Linked DNA regions of Mus musculus: regions 2 and 3 are each linked to region 1. The links are chromatin contacts, called in public HiChIP or PLAC-seq maps. All regions are on one chromosome and are shown on one strand. Each heading gives the region's core, a stretch centred on a gene start, on an enhancer-like site or on the middle of the called end of the contact. The rest is flanking DNA. Distances are from core to core; before and after follow the strand shown. Region 1 holds the start of Amn1 (antagonist of mitotic exit network 1). Region 2 has its middle 35 kb from the start of Amn1. Region 3 has its middle 51 kb from the start of Amn1.

Evidence for each region. HiChIP or PLAC-seq counts read pairs in DNA pulled down with a chosen protein or histone mark.
Region 2: an H3K27ac HiChIP or PLAC-seq map of hepatocytes shows a contact between it and region 1, with 5 times the contacts expected there. The contact joins the enhancer-like site here to the promoter of Amn1 in region 1. A contact is called at or near these places in 4 of 39 promoter capture datasets (the HPC-7 cell line, liver and macrophages), 3 of 484 Hi-C or Micro-C datasets (liver and macrophages), 3 of 115 datasets of contacts at active chromatin or transcription factors (embryonic stem cells, hepatocytes and vascular smooth muscle cells) and 2 of 9 other capture datasets (adipose tissue and pancreatic islet).
Region 3: an H3K27ac HiChIP or PLAC-seq map of trophoblast stem cells shows a contact between it and region 1, with 22 read pairs. The contact joins the enhancer-like site here to the promoter of Amn1 in region 1. A contact is called at or near these places in 4 of 39 promoter capture datasets (the HPC-7 cell line, liver and macrophages), 2 of 15 datasets of contacts at CTCF or cohesin (the G1E-ER4 cell line and the NIH/3T3 cell line), 9 of 484 Hi-C or Micro-C datasets (the C2C12 cell line, the G1E-ER4 cell line, bone marrow-derived macrophages and 2 more), 6 of 115 datasets of contacts at active chromatin or transcription factors (CD8 T cells, embryonic stem cells, extraembryonic endoderm stem cells and 3 more) and 2 of 9 other capture datasets (adipose tissue and pancreatic islet).

The regions. Positions count from the first base shown.
Region 1 is chr6:149,187,304-149,191,398 of GRCm38.p6, reverse strand. It overlaps Amn1 (antagonist of mitotic exit network 1), which reads left to right and starts at 2,687. Exons shown (of 7, transcript NM_001113424.1): 1 at 2,687-2,793. The coding sequence starts at 2,756.
Region 2 is chr6:149,221,374-149,225,551 of GRCm38.p6, reverse strand. No RefSeq gene overlaps it. Among named protein-coding and RNA genes, the nearest start is that of Amn1, 35 kb to the right of the region's middle. Within about 2 kb of position 2,896, at least 8 of the 459 cell types and tissues checked have an H3K27ac peak or open chromatin away from gene starts, as enhancers often do. A contact at or near this core is called in the HPC-7 cell line, hepatocytes and liver, where this site is marked.
Region 3 is chr6:149,237,324-149,241,315 of GRCm38.p6, reverse strand. No RefSeq gene overlaps it. Among named protein-coding and RNA genes, the nearest start is that of Amn1, 51 kb to the right of the region's middle. Within about 2 kb of position 1,600, at least 9 of the 459 cell types and tissues checked have an H3K27ac peak or open chromatin away from gene starts, as enhancers often do. A contact at or near this core is called in extraembryonic endoderm stem cells and trophoblast stem cells, where this site is marked.

The sequences.
Region 1 (4,095 bases), core at 1,438-3,937:
CGGCCAATCCTGAGTTGCTACACCTGCACCAGACTCTTTCCTCGTACCCCTCCCATATCCATTTCTTGAGAATAGACATTGTTTAGATCTGGAAATCCCCTACTCTCCCCTTTCTCCTTTCCCCCCTGAGGGCCTATAAAAACTGGGACCTCTTTCCCCTCGAGGTCGACTCCTCTACCCCTTTGTGGGATATGAGTTGTCCCCAGAGCTCTGGCTCACCCCCCCTCCCCAATAAAGCATCATGTGGTTTACATCAAGCTTGGTCTATCGTGAGTTCTTGGGTGTCCGCTATTGTCCTGAGGCCTGAGCGAGGGGCTCCTTTCAGAGTCTTTCAGAAGGAAGGAAGGAAGGAAGGAAGGAAGGAAGGAAGAAAGAAAGAAAGAAAGAAAGAAAGAAAGAAAGAAAGAAAGAAAGAAGAGAGAAAGAAAGTCAGTCTTACCTAGGGGAGCCAGGTCCCTTCATGATCCTTTTTGAAGGCCCAGTCTTCTCCACAGTGGCATTCTTACCAAGTTTATGTATTGGTATGGAGTGCTCTTGCTGAGGGCCTCCTTGCTACAGGGACTCCACCTTGTATATCGTCTCCATTTTGTACTAAACTAGATTCTAAGAAATGACTGAATTTCCAGAAACTGCTTCTGGCCCCAGGTGTCCTACATGAACTTGAAATATATATCTCAACTTATGCTTTGTTGGTTATCACCCATACATGCCATGTCTGAAACCCAGAAGTTGCTAAAGAAACTTTGATTGGCTGGTCTCTATCCAAGCCAAGTTATCAGGAAGCCATCTGAGGTACTTGATGGATAATAACCCACTTCTTAAGGTGCCAGGTATGAATCCAGTTGGAAAGATACAATGTATACGTGTACTCAGTTAGTTGCCTCTATTCATGTCCCTATTTCACCTAATTTGTGTTTTGGTTTTGTTACTATTGTTTTTGGGTTTTTTGTTTTTTTGTTTTTTGTTTTGTTTTGTTTTGTTTTGGAAACAGGGTTTTTCTGTGTAGCCTTGGCTATCTTGGAATTCACTCTGTAGATCAGTCTGGCCTCAAACTCAGAAATCCACCTGTCTCTGCCTTCCAAGTGCTGGGATTAAAGGCATGCACCACCACTGCCCGGCTTGGTTTTGTTTTAAAAGGTTGCTCTGTCTTGTCCTTCCCTGTCCTGCCCTGCCCTGCCCTGTCCCACTGACAGTTTGAATTCTGAACCCAGCTGTTTCCCTGATATACTAGTTTTATGAATAAATTGTGTTGCCTGGAACTTGGTTTTCATAGTGAATTATTCCCAAATTCTCAGACCTTAACATTCTGATCTGAAAAACAGGCCAAAGAATTTCAATTTAGAAGGATTATAATGAATATGACCTGTTGGGGTCCATGAATAGCCACACGCTGACCACTTGGACACTAATCTCAGATATGATGAAAGTTTATTGACTACTTAATTCAGGCTTATCGATTAGGGACATAGAAAGGACTTGGGAACCAGACTGTGCTACCTAGGGCAGACTGGTTATAGGAAAACCAAGTGCAGAAGACATTGTAAAGCCCCAGAGTATCATTACCTGCCGGGAGACACACACCCCCGCCCCCCCATCCGAAGTGAAATGAGACTCTCAGATCCATGCAAAAGCAAGAGGTTTATTTTTCTGGTCCGCTGGGATCGACCTTCAGCGGTCTCTCAGGCAAGAGACCAAGAGACCGGAGGCGACCCTACATACAAGCACCTTTTATACATTTTTAAGCCTATTACAGTAACAACACCTAAGCCCTTGGTGATAAGTTGTTAGGCTGACCTTTTGGCTGATTGGCTGGGCCAATATCAGATCATCCTGGGAGAGTAACTTCGTTCCCCAGAGGGCCCAGGTGGCCTTCAGCCAGGACGTTGTATGATTTTTCTGAGAAGTGTTTTGTCAGTCATTTCTGCGAAATCGTCCTGGGGTCGGGAGCGAGAAATTCTCCCTTGAGGCCTAATACCCTCTCCTGGAGCCATCTCAGGGTTCGATCAGAGTCGCTTAGTCTTATCAGTATTATGAGCTGCCCTCTAAGCTGACTGGTACTAAGTGAGATGGGTAAGGTGGTAGTTAGGGGTTTCCAGAGTATTGAGCTAACAGAGCATGAGTATTATGGAGAACGTTATGTCAGCTACGAATAATTACTTCTAGGAAGCACAATCTGAGAACCTGTACTTAATTTCACCTTATGAGCAATATGGAGACTAAAATCAAAATAGCTAGTCATGTTAAACGGAACAGGCCTTAATATGTCCCATTCCTGGAATGACCCAGGACTGCATGGTTCAGCTCTTGCTTCAGGCGCACTCTGTGGAGATGACTACTGCAGTCCTGTAAACCCCGTGTTTGAAGTCGGTGTCTGTATCTGACTAGAGACTTGGTTTGCTTCATGGGACCTGGCATCGCACCAGCAAAAGCAGTGACCTGCCATTAGCCTTTGCCTGGACAGCGACTTCTGGCGACTCTTGGGCAGGAGAAGCAGTAACTGGCAATAGCGGGCAGGAAGAACTACAAGTCCCAGGGGGCTTTGCTCCCGCTTTGGATGCCTCTACATTTTGTGCCAGTTAGTTCTGAGCAGCCCTCAGTTCTGCCCAGAGAGAGCGCTGAACTTCCTCTTCCGCTCCTAATGTGGCCACGCCCCAGGTCCAACTCTGTGACGTCATTTAGGTTTACCAGTCCTGCGCGACCGGAAGTTGGTTGTGGAGGGCCGCAACTGCCGTCCAGGCTTAAGAGGGCTTCCGCGATGCCTTTGTCCGGAGTAGTCAGTCAGCTCCTGGAACTGTGAGTCCGCCCCAGCTCCCAGTCCCTTCCCTCACGTCCTGCTGGCTCCTAGTCCTTGTCCCGGCTTTGTGTCTGGTCTCTGAGGACTGTGGTGCACCGTGGGGCTGGCGGCTCCACCCGATGGCCTGTCTCAGGTGGGCGTTGAGGGTGAAGGCAGAACAAAAGAAACCTGGAGCCAGGCTGGACCAACAAACCTCCACTAATACCGGCGTGACTCGCTAGCTTTGGGACCATGAACAGTAACAATCTCTCCCGATTGTACAGGAGAGCTTTCTAAAATTCGGATAACAGTAGGGCGTGGCAGTTCACGCCTATAATCCCAGCTATCCGGAAACTGAAACAGGATTGCCACAAATTCGAAGCTAACGGGGTAATGTTGTAATACACACGCATACCCAAGCAAATCGCGTATTAGTACCTGTCTCAAGGAGTCTTTGTAAGAATCAGCTTAACATATGTAAAGCCCTTAATCCAAACACTTCTTGAGAATTCAAGTTGAAGTTCAAGGCTCTTCAGCCATATAGTGAGTTAGAGGCAGGCTTTAGTATTACTTGTTATTTCTATTTTTAGAAAGAAAAACTATTAACAGAAAAGCAGGAATGGTTTAACAATTGGAAACTACAAAGACTACATTGGTTCCGTTGTTGACTTAACAGTACATAAACAAATGTTATTTCTTGCCTAAGTTCCAGCTTTTTCTTCTGTATTGTTTTGTTGCTATTTATTTTTCCTTGAGACAGTCTCATGTAGCCTATGCTGGCCTAGAACACATTGTGTGTGTAGCCAAGGATAACTTTAAACTTCTGATCCTTCTTCATTCATTTCCTGAATGTTGAGATTACAGACACACACTATATTATTCCCAGTTTACCTCAGCCTCCTGAGCCCGAGGCAAGCATAATGCCAACTCAGTTATATCCCCAACCCTTTTGTTTTGAGACAGAATCTTATGTAGCACAGGCTGGCCTCAGACCCACAATGTCAGGCTAACCTTGAACTCTTGAGTCTTCTGCCCCAGCCTTCCAAATGCTGAGATTATAGACTTGAGTTATCAGCACCAGCTTTGGCTTTGGCTTTTTGAGGACAGGGTCTCATGTAGCATAACAGGCTAGAAATTCATTGTGTGGCAAAGGATGTCCCTGAACTTCAAGATCCTTCTTGCTTGTACCCATAGAGTTCTGGGATTGCAAGTATGCCACAATTGTTTGTGTAGATAGAACTTAAAGCTGACTTACCAGAAAGCAATTTGACAATATTGTTACCATACCACAGAACAATATGGATGCTTTTCTAAAGGGAAAT
Region 2 (4,178 bases), core at 1,647-4,146, 34 kb before region 1:
CTTGGACTTCCATTCACAGCTGCGACTGAACAATTGTTGGGAATTGGGCTGCCGACTGTAAGTCATCAATAAATTCCTTTACTATCTAGAGACTATCCATAAGTTCTGTGACTCTAGAGAACCCTGACTAATACACTGACCCTTGTGAATATCAGGTTTTAAAACTGAACTAGCAGGTGAAAGCTCTTGCTGTCAGCCTGAATTCAATTCCTGGGTCCCACATGTTAGAAGGCAATTGTCCTATGCTCTTCTTATGTACCCCAGAGTTCTCATGTGTTTATATCCCATCCACGAAATATACAAATAAATGTATATTTTGTTAAAGGAAAAAACATTGTAACTAGGAAAAATATTGAATCACTTCTCCTTGGATTTTTTTTTTCTTTTTGGCCAGATATTCTTTCAAAGTAACTCTTCATTTTAGTGTGGATTCATTTAGCTATTTTTTGAGTTGTAATGTTAGTTGTTTTGTTGTTGTTGTTTTTAGACAGTGTCTCATGTACTCCAAGCATCAAACTCATTATATAGCTGAGGATGACATTGAATTCAAAGTGATCTTATTGCTTTAGCCTTGTTGGTGTTGGGATTACAAGCCTGTGCTCCCATTTGGTTTTATTACACTTTAAATTTCCTTAGGTTCTTTATTGGATCATTCATTAGCTGCTGTGAGGTACCTACAAGAGAAAATTACTGGGCCACAGGTTTAAATTGAAAGACCCCCGAAGGGAGACCCTCACTCAAGCACTCAAGCCCCGGGACAGCCGCGGACCCAAGAAGACACTGAGACCATACTCAAAATGTAGAAGGCAAGATTTAATAGAACAACAGCAAGAAAGCACATGGAACATAGACCAGAGCTCTGGGGTCAAAACTCATGCACCTAGTGGTGTAGAGGAGAATCGACGACCAGCCAAATTTTTCACAGGCTTATATAGTAAAACTCAAGGGGGGAGAGCTGGGCAGGGAAAGTACAAGTTTACATCACTAGGGGGTTCTGCCAAGGGACAAGGGGTTCTGCCAAGGGAATCTACGTAACTAAGGGGTCATGTCCTATCATTTGGCAATGTACCCGGTTCATTTTGAGGTTGTTCCAGGAGGCCCTTATCTCAAAAATGTTCTTGGAACAGTTTTTAGTTGGGAGGGTTCGAACTCTAGGATGAGGAGTTCAGGAATGTATTCTGGGGTGAAGAGTTCAAGAGTGTTCCGGGAACAATCTCTAGATGGGAGGGGTCGGGTTCTGGGGTGAAGAAGAGTTCAGTAAAAATTTTTATTCTTCAAAATCAATAGACTTTATTAGCTAGCCACTAACTATACTGGGTATTTAGGACCCCAGTATACCACTGAGCCATTCTCAGGGTGAGCTTTTAAGCACAAAGCAGATCCTGGGCTGACATACTTCAGTTAACAAGAACACACACACACACACACACACACACACACACACAAACAAGAACAGTTAGCCAGAATCAAAACTACAGAAACCAAAAACAAAGGTTAGTATATTCAAAGACTTTCCTAGAACTATGGAATTTGATGGACTTTGTTTTCATTTTGGGAACTGGTGTTGTCTGCGTGCTGAATTTTATGGCCTGAATGGTATTTCCATTACTGAGTCAATTGTGCTAAGGCCTGGAGGTCTGTTACATATGGTGTCCTTAATGGGGAAAAATACACACACACACACACACACACACACACACACACACAGAGCTAAGATATATCCTAAGACCAGCTATCCATAATCTCATAGCCAAAAATGTAAGTCATGTGATTTTCTTGAAACACTCACCCAAATCATAACACTTAAGTTGCTTCTCCTTGGCATGACTTGGTGGCAGACACATGCAAGAAAAGCTGCAGTGGGCCAGGGATCTCCCTGGAGATGGCCTACCATCTTGCTCAGTTGCGACGGGTGAGCTCTGGTGCAGCACAACCCTAGAGACTTCACCCCAGGATTGCTTCTTGCTACTGATGTGCTTTCTCATGTTTGTCATTGCCATATTCCTCATTCACTTGGCTTGGTTGAGTGGACACTGGAAGACCCTCACTGCCTATAGCCTGGTGTGATTACTCCCTGGGTGATGGCTGTACTATTAGGCAAGCTTTTTGAATATCAATACGAAGATAGAAATTCTTGAGATAATGCTGCCTAGATGAATTGATGATTTTATGGGATTTCTGACTTGACTTTTAGAAAGGTTAGTTTGTATATATATATATATATATATATATATATATATATATATATATATATATATATATATATATTCTTCAGAATCGTAGAAATGTAATATGTAGCTGGAGAATGTATTTATCTACTGATTCTTTTTTCCCTAAATGTTCATTGCCATTTTCATTGCCCACATTAAACTTTTTTACCTAATGCTAAAAAAAAAAAAAGAAAAAGAAAAAGAAAGGTTAGTTTGATTTAAATAATTCAGGGAAGTTTATAAAAAAAATATAAAGTTAAGAAATTAGGACAGTTGGTAGAAATTTGAATTAAGAATAAGGTGTGCCCTTTCCTGATAGAATGGCAAACACTGCTTGAGTTAGAGGAAGGAGTACAGTGAGCATTCACGTATTACAAGCATGTAATTACGGAGGTGAGAAGAATAGGTTTGGGGCAAGCTAATGATCAAAGTAAGCATACACCCTAGGTTGGGCCTGAGTTCTCCTGTCTTGTGAACTAGAGTTGAGGGAACAGGTTTATAGTGTGCACCAAGAAGTAATAAGGATATATTATGAATGTAAGAACAGAAAATAGACAGCAAGCCAGCTTAGGTGAACAAAATTTCAAAAATAAAATATAAGAAAGATGATTTGCTCTTTAGTAAGTATAGGTTGTTGCCAACCAAGCATAGGGAAAAACTTGTTACAATAGACTTGGCTTGTTTAAACTTCATTAATCAATGACTAAAATTTACTGCTTTGAGGTTACTATGAGCTTTTGGAAAGAAAGATAAGAATTGCCTCAAGCAGAAAACAAGGCTACCAGTTTGCACCCACCTCATTGACTTCAGGTAGTTTCTTTTGCTGCTCTCAAACTCCCTTTTCTCAGGACCCTGACCAAGCCGAGGCTGGTTCTTGGTATTGCAGATAGTTTCTTTCTAGGAATTTTCATTCATACCTTTCAGAGAGTTAGTAGTTCAAAACTTTTAGAAAAAAAAAAAAACAAAACAAAACAAAAATGGAAGTCAATGTTTTGACTTGTATTTCTATGAGAAGGGCTCTAGTAGGCCCAAGCACTGCAAACACAGGTTTGGGCAAGGTTTTGCCCTTTCTCCTTCCTTCTCCCTATTAGATTGCATTCCTAAAGCTACCAAGGTCTGCTCCCTTATTTGGCCACTTTGTTGTGCCCAACTCATTCTTGAGGGTAATCATCAAAGTCCAACTATCAAAACATTAAGGTCCAACAATCAAAATCCATTATTTTGATTAACCTAATTAAAATACCCAATTAGAACTTACCAACATATCCTAACTCATTATAGCACAGACCTCCCTTACTCCCCTCTCAACACTTGGAAAGCTATTTGCTGTTGTTTTAGATTCAGCCATCTTGTCACTTTGCCTTGCTTTAAAAAAGAATCTCTTTGTGTTTGGTTTGTGCTTGAAATTTGGTGTTTGGGTGTGATCTGTGCCTAATCTGGGGTCCAGTAGGGAACACTCTGCATTACTTGGGCATCTTTGCTATGATTACTAAAAAAGCTGGACACTTCTTTAGTGCTTTGAACATTTGAGTTTCCTCCTGTGTGAATTACTTTCTTGAAATGGCTCTTGAATTAGCATTCTGACACCAGTGAGAGTGGGAGAGAAGAGGTTTATTTACAGGTGGACCTAAGCCAAGATAGCTCTAAAAGACTTCAGTTCTGAGTCCCCTTTGAATACAAATATACTTTAAAGCCACAGGATGGGGCCAGACAGTAAGTAGGACTTCCCAGAAGCATAAGTATATGCCAGCTAGTTTGGGAACTTTTGCTTTTCAAAAGCATACATACATACACAGAGTTGACAGTTGTAAGCTTTTGTGGTCAGGTTGCTAAGGGAAACCTATTGTTTCAGATACTTCTCCTTTCAATCTGTCTTGGAGCCCTTTTCCAGGTCATTCTGTTCCAGGTGGCAAGGTGAATTCATGTTTGGCAATAAGCTATATAAACAGTGCTTTGAGTAAATTATTA
Region 3 (3,992 bases), core at 351-2,850, 51 kb before region 1:
AAATGTATTTATTTATTTATTTAACTTATTTATGTGAGTACACTATGGATCTCCCCCGACATACCCGAAGAGAGCATCAGATCCCATAACAGATGGTTGTGAGTCACCATGTGGTTGCTGGGAACTGAACTCAGGAACTCTGGAAGAGGAGTCAGTGCTCTTAACCACAGAGCCATCTCTCCAGCCTCATTTTTTGTAATTATAGTGTCATCTGCCCCTGTGTTAACCAACCCTTTAATTGGTATACCATCTAAATGTACAGTCATCATGTGTGGATCCCAAACATTGAAACAAGCTGTAACACTGAAGTTGCCTTGGAGACCCCAAGATATTCTAGATGCCACAGCTCTGGGCTATCTGCTGAGGAAAGCTGCTAACAGGGAGTGGAACCAGCCCAGGAGAAAGAAGTTTGTTGCAGTCAACAAAGATGAAAAAGAGTTGGAGATTTGAAAACTGCTTTGACATCAGCCATGAAGATGAAGAGTTTGGAGTTTGCCCAGCTGGTTTCCTGTCTTGCTTTGGGGATTACACTTAAGTGCTTGGATGAATCTCAGAAGACACTTTGAACTTTTAACATTGTTGAGACTGCTATAGAGTATGGGGACCTTTGAAGTTGGACTAAATGTATTTTGCATTATGTTATATTTATATGGTGTGTCTCTGTGGGTATGGGTTTTTCTTTTTCTTTTCTTTTCTTTTTTCTTTTTTCTTCCTTTTTTTTTTTTTTTTTTTTGGTTTTTGGTTGGTTGGTTGGTTGTTTTTGTGTGTGTGTGTGTGTGTTGGGGGGGGGGGTGTTTTTGGTTTTTTTGAGACAGGGTTTCTCTGTGTCGTCCGGTTGTCCTGGAACTCACTCTGTAGACCAGGCTAGCCTCAAACTCAGAAATCTGTCTGCCTCTGCCGCCCAAGTTCTGGGACTAAAGGCATGTGGTGTGCCACCACTGCCCAGCGTTGGTGTGGGTTTTAATACCCTTGTCCTAGCTGCCTGGAAGTCAGCTATAAATGCTAGAGCACCAATCGGAGTGGTTCGTCATTGGTGGTCACTCAGGGGAGTTAGTTGTAATTTGTTAGTAGTTGTGCTCAAAAAGAAGAAACAAAAGGAAAGAAATTAGATTCATGGATCTCTATCTGTCTTCCCCCTATTCTTTTCCTCCTATTTAGTGATGGGGTGAAACTGGAGGGGATAGAACATAGGAAAAGAACCCACAAAGTAGCAAAGTCCAGCTATAGTAAAGCTGAGGTGAAACTGACTCTAACTGAGGTTGGTCCCATACTTGAACCAGTCTTCCTGCCTCAGCCCCTTCAATCACTGACATGTGCTACCACATTTCTCTTTTAGATAGAACATTGAAAGGACAACATAAACCCCATATGTCTCCAATTTAAGAACCAGGCTTCATTTAAAAAAGAAAGTCATAAGGTACCAGTTCCAGGAACAGACAGCAAATCCAGGAACAAGATCTTAAAACCCTCTCCCAAGTAATAACCTGGAGATAAAACAAGAATGGAAAAAGATCTTATCTCAGGATGGGTTATCTGTGCTAGGCAGCCCTATCTTATACTCTGGTTAAACATTCAAGACATAGGAATGCAGACCTATGGCACAAGCCAATCAGAATCTGACCCCTCTGATCCCCTAGCAACCCACCAATCAAAGTTTAGACTACCTAATCCTTCTAGAAATTTCCCCAAATGCCCTTTAAAAAGGCCTGCACACTTTTGTCCAGCGTCACCACTTTGAAGAACAGTTGACCCCCCAAATGCTGGTTGTTTCTGCAGAATAAATGTTCTTTGTCTTTTCATACTATCTGAGTCTGGGTCTTCCTTCGGTCTTTTTCAGACCCTTAACAGCATCTTGTGTGCAAAAATCCTTCCTTGTACTTGTTGAGCTAATGGGTTAACATCATCACCTTGTATAAATGTCCTGACCTCATTTGATGTGGCCTTATAAGGTTGAGATGCTAAAAAGCACAAGGCAGTGTGGGAGAAATATTGTCTACTTATACTTTCAGTAAAAGAAATTTGAAAGGTGTTTCATATGAAAAGTCTTTGGTGAGCCCAAACTGAGCATTTAATATTTCCAATACCAGCAGTCTGGGTAGGAGTGAAGTGCTGAGATTGAAGGATCTCAAATTTCAGATTAGTGTGAAGTGTACATACCAAGACCCTGTCTCAAACACACCAAGTGCTGGAGGTGCAGCTCAGTGGTACAGTGCTTATATACTATACACTAGGACCTGAATTTGATTCTCTATTACTAGATAAAAGGACAAAGAGAAGTGTGATATGTGTTTTGAAATCCAGTTGTGGTTCCATTTCCTTCTTCCCTCTCAGGATGTCCAGATTCTACTGTACACCAAGCTGGCAGGATGAAGCAGAGTCCAGAATGGATGGAGCTCTGCAGGATCCTGGCCCTGCTGAAAGAGAGTACCTGGGGCAAGAGGGTGGTGGGGAAAAGGTCTTCCCAGAGGATGTTAGTGTTTCAAGGATCATAATGTTTACAGCTCTTATAGACAAAGGCCATCTCCAACCATCTTCAATGAAACAGCACTCTGAGATGATCTTAGATTGTGCATATTTTTATTGGTGTGGGCTTGTATGTATACACTTTATTCGGGGTAAATCTGATATATATGGACCTTGGACAGTAGGAAGGAGTTTTCAGGGTAAATAAAAATCATTGTCTAGAGTTTTAAAATTCTGTGAATGCCTCATTTGCATGGAAAGGCATTCCGGGAATCTCAAGTGCTTCCTGAACAAGTTCTTATCAGGAGGAAGGAAGCCAAAGCTCAGTTTAATCTCACCAAAGCTATGTGACATTCCACAGGTAGAGGTATAGGGGTTTTGGGCTCCCCAGACAAAGTCAGAGAAGGAGAAACCCTGCTGGTAAAGGGAGTCCCCCATTTTGCTGCAAGCTCAGAAGGCTATCTGGACAATGGTGGAAACCTTAATTACCAAGGCTGGAAAAAGGAGAATGTGGAAAGGGAAGAATTGATTTTGTGTGTGTGTTAGCTAGGCAAACCATTTTGTTACTTAGTCTTCTGACCTATATAATGTTACTAAAACTAATTGTCTTGGGTGTGGTGTCAAACACCTATAATCTCAGCCCTGAAGAAGCAGAAGTTATGTTATTCTCAGTTACACAGTAACTGAGAATGGAAATGAGGACTTGACCACCTCAAGGTATGGTTAGGGAAAGATTTTTATCGAATATATGAGGTAGTACAGCCACAGGCATTTGAAAAAGTCCAAAACAGGGAAAGAAAGTAGTAGACTGAACAGGGCTAAGAGAGGGAAAGGGGTGGAGCATCGGGAGGGGAAGAAAAGCAGGAGGAAGAAAGGGCCAAGAGGACCAAGAGTGACTGGCCAAAATGGCTGGTTTTAATAGGAAAGAGTAACTGGAGGAAGAAAGGCAAAGCCTCTGTGTAATTTTACATTTTTTCAAAACCTATTTTTAATGATGGTTCTTAAACATTTTTATCTCCCTTGTACCCCACCACCCACCAGAGTTAGTGGAAAAGAAAGCATATGGAGGAAGATGACTTGTTTAGAAAGGTTCATCAGAGCAACTCCTATCTGTGTTTTATGGAAATTTGAAGTTCAGTTCACAGGTTAGCAGTGGCAACTCATAAAACAGCAGTCCAGTTCAGTAGAGTCAGGAGGGCAAACAAGACTCAGCAGCCATGTGGCAGGACCTAACAGAAGTGTGGCAGAACCTAGCAGAGACAGCCAGGCCTCAGTCTCGGTGCAAGTCAGCCAGAGGGACCCAGAGTAACTCCAGGAGGATCAGCAAAGACTCAAGACCCACAAGTGTTGCACAGTTAACTGTACCAACAAGCCTAGCTCAGTCCCCGTCACTGTCCCTTGAGCCTTTTTATACTCTTTCCAAATATCATAAGTCCTCCATGGGTCTTGCTTCACCATGTGTCTCGCCTCAACATGAGTCTTGTCTCAGCTGACATCACTCTGCCAATCAGCCTGAGTTTGAACACTAC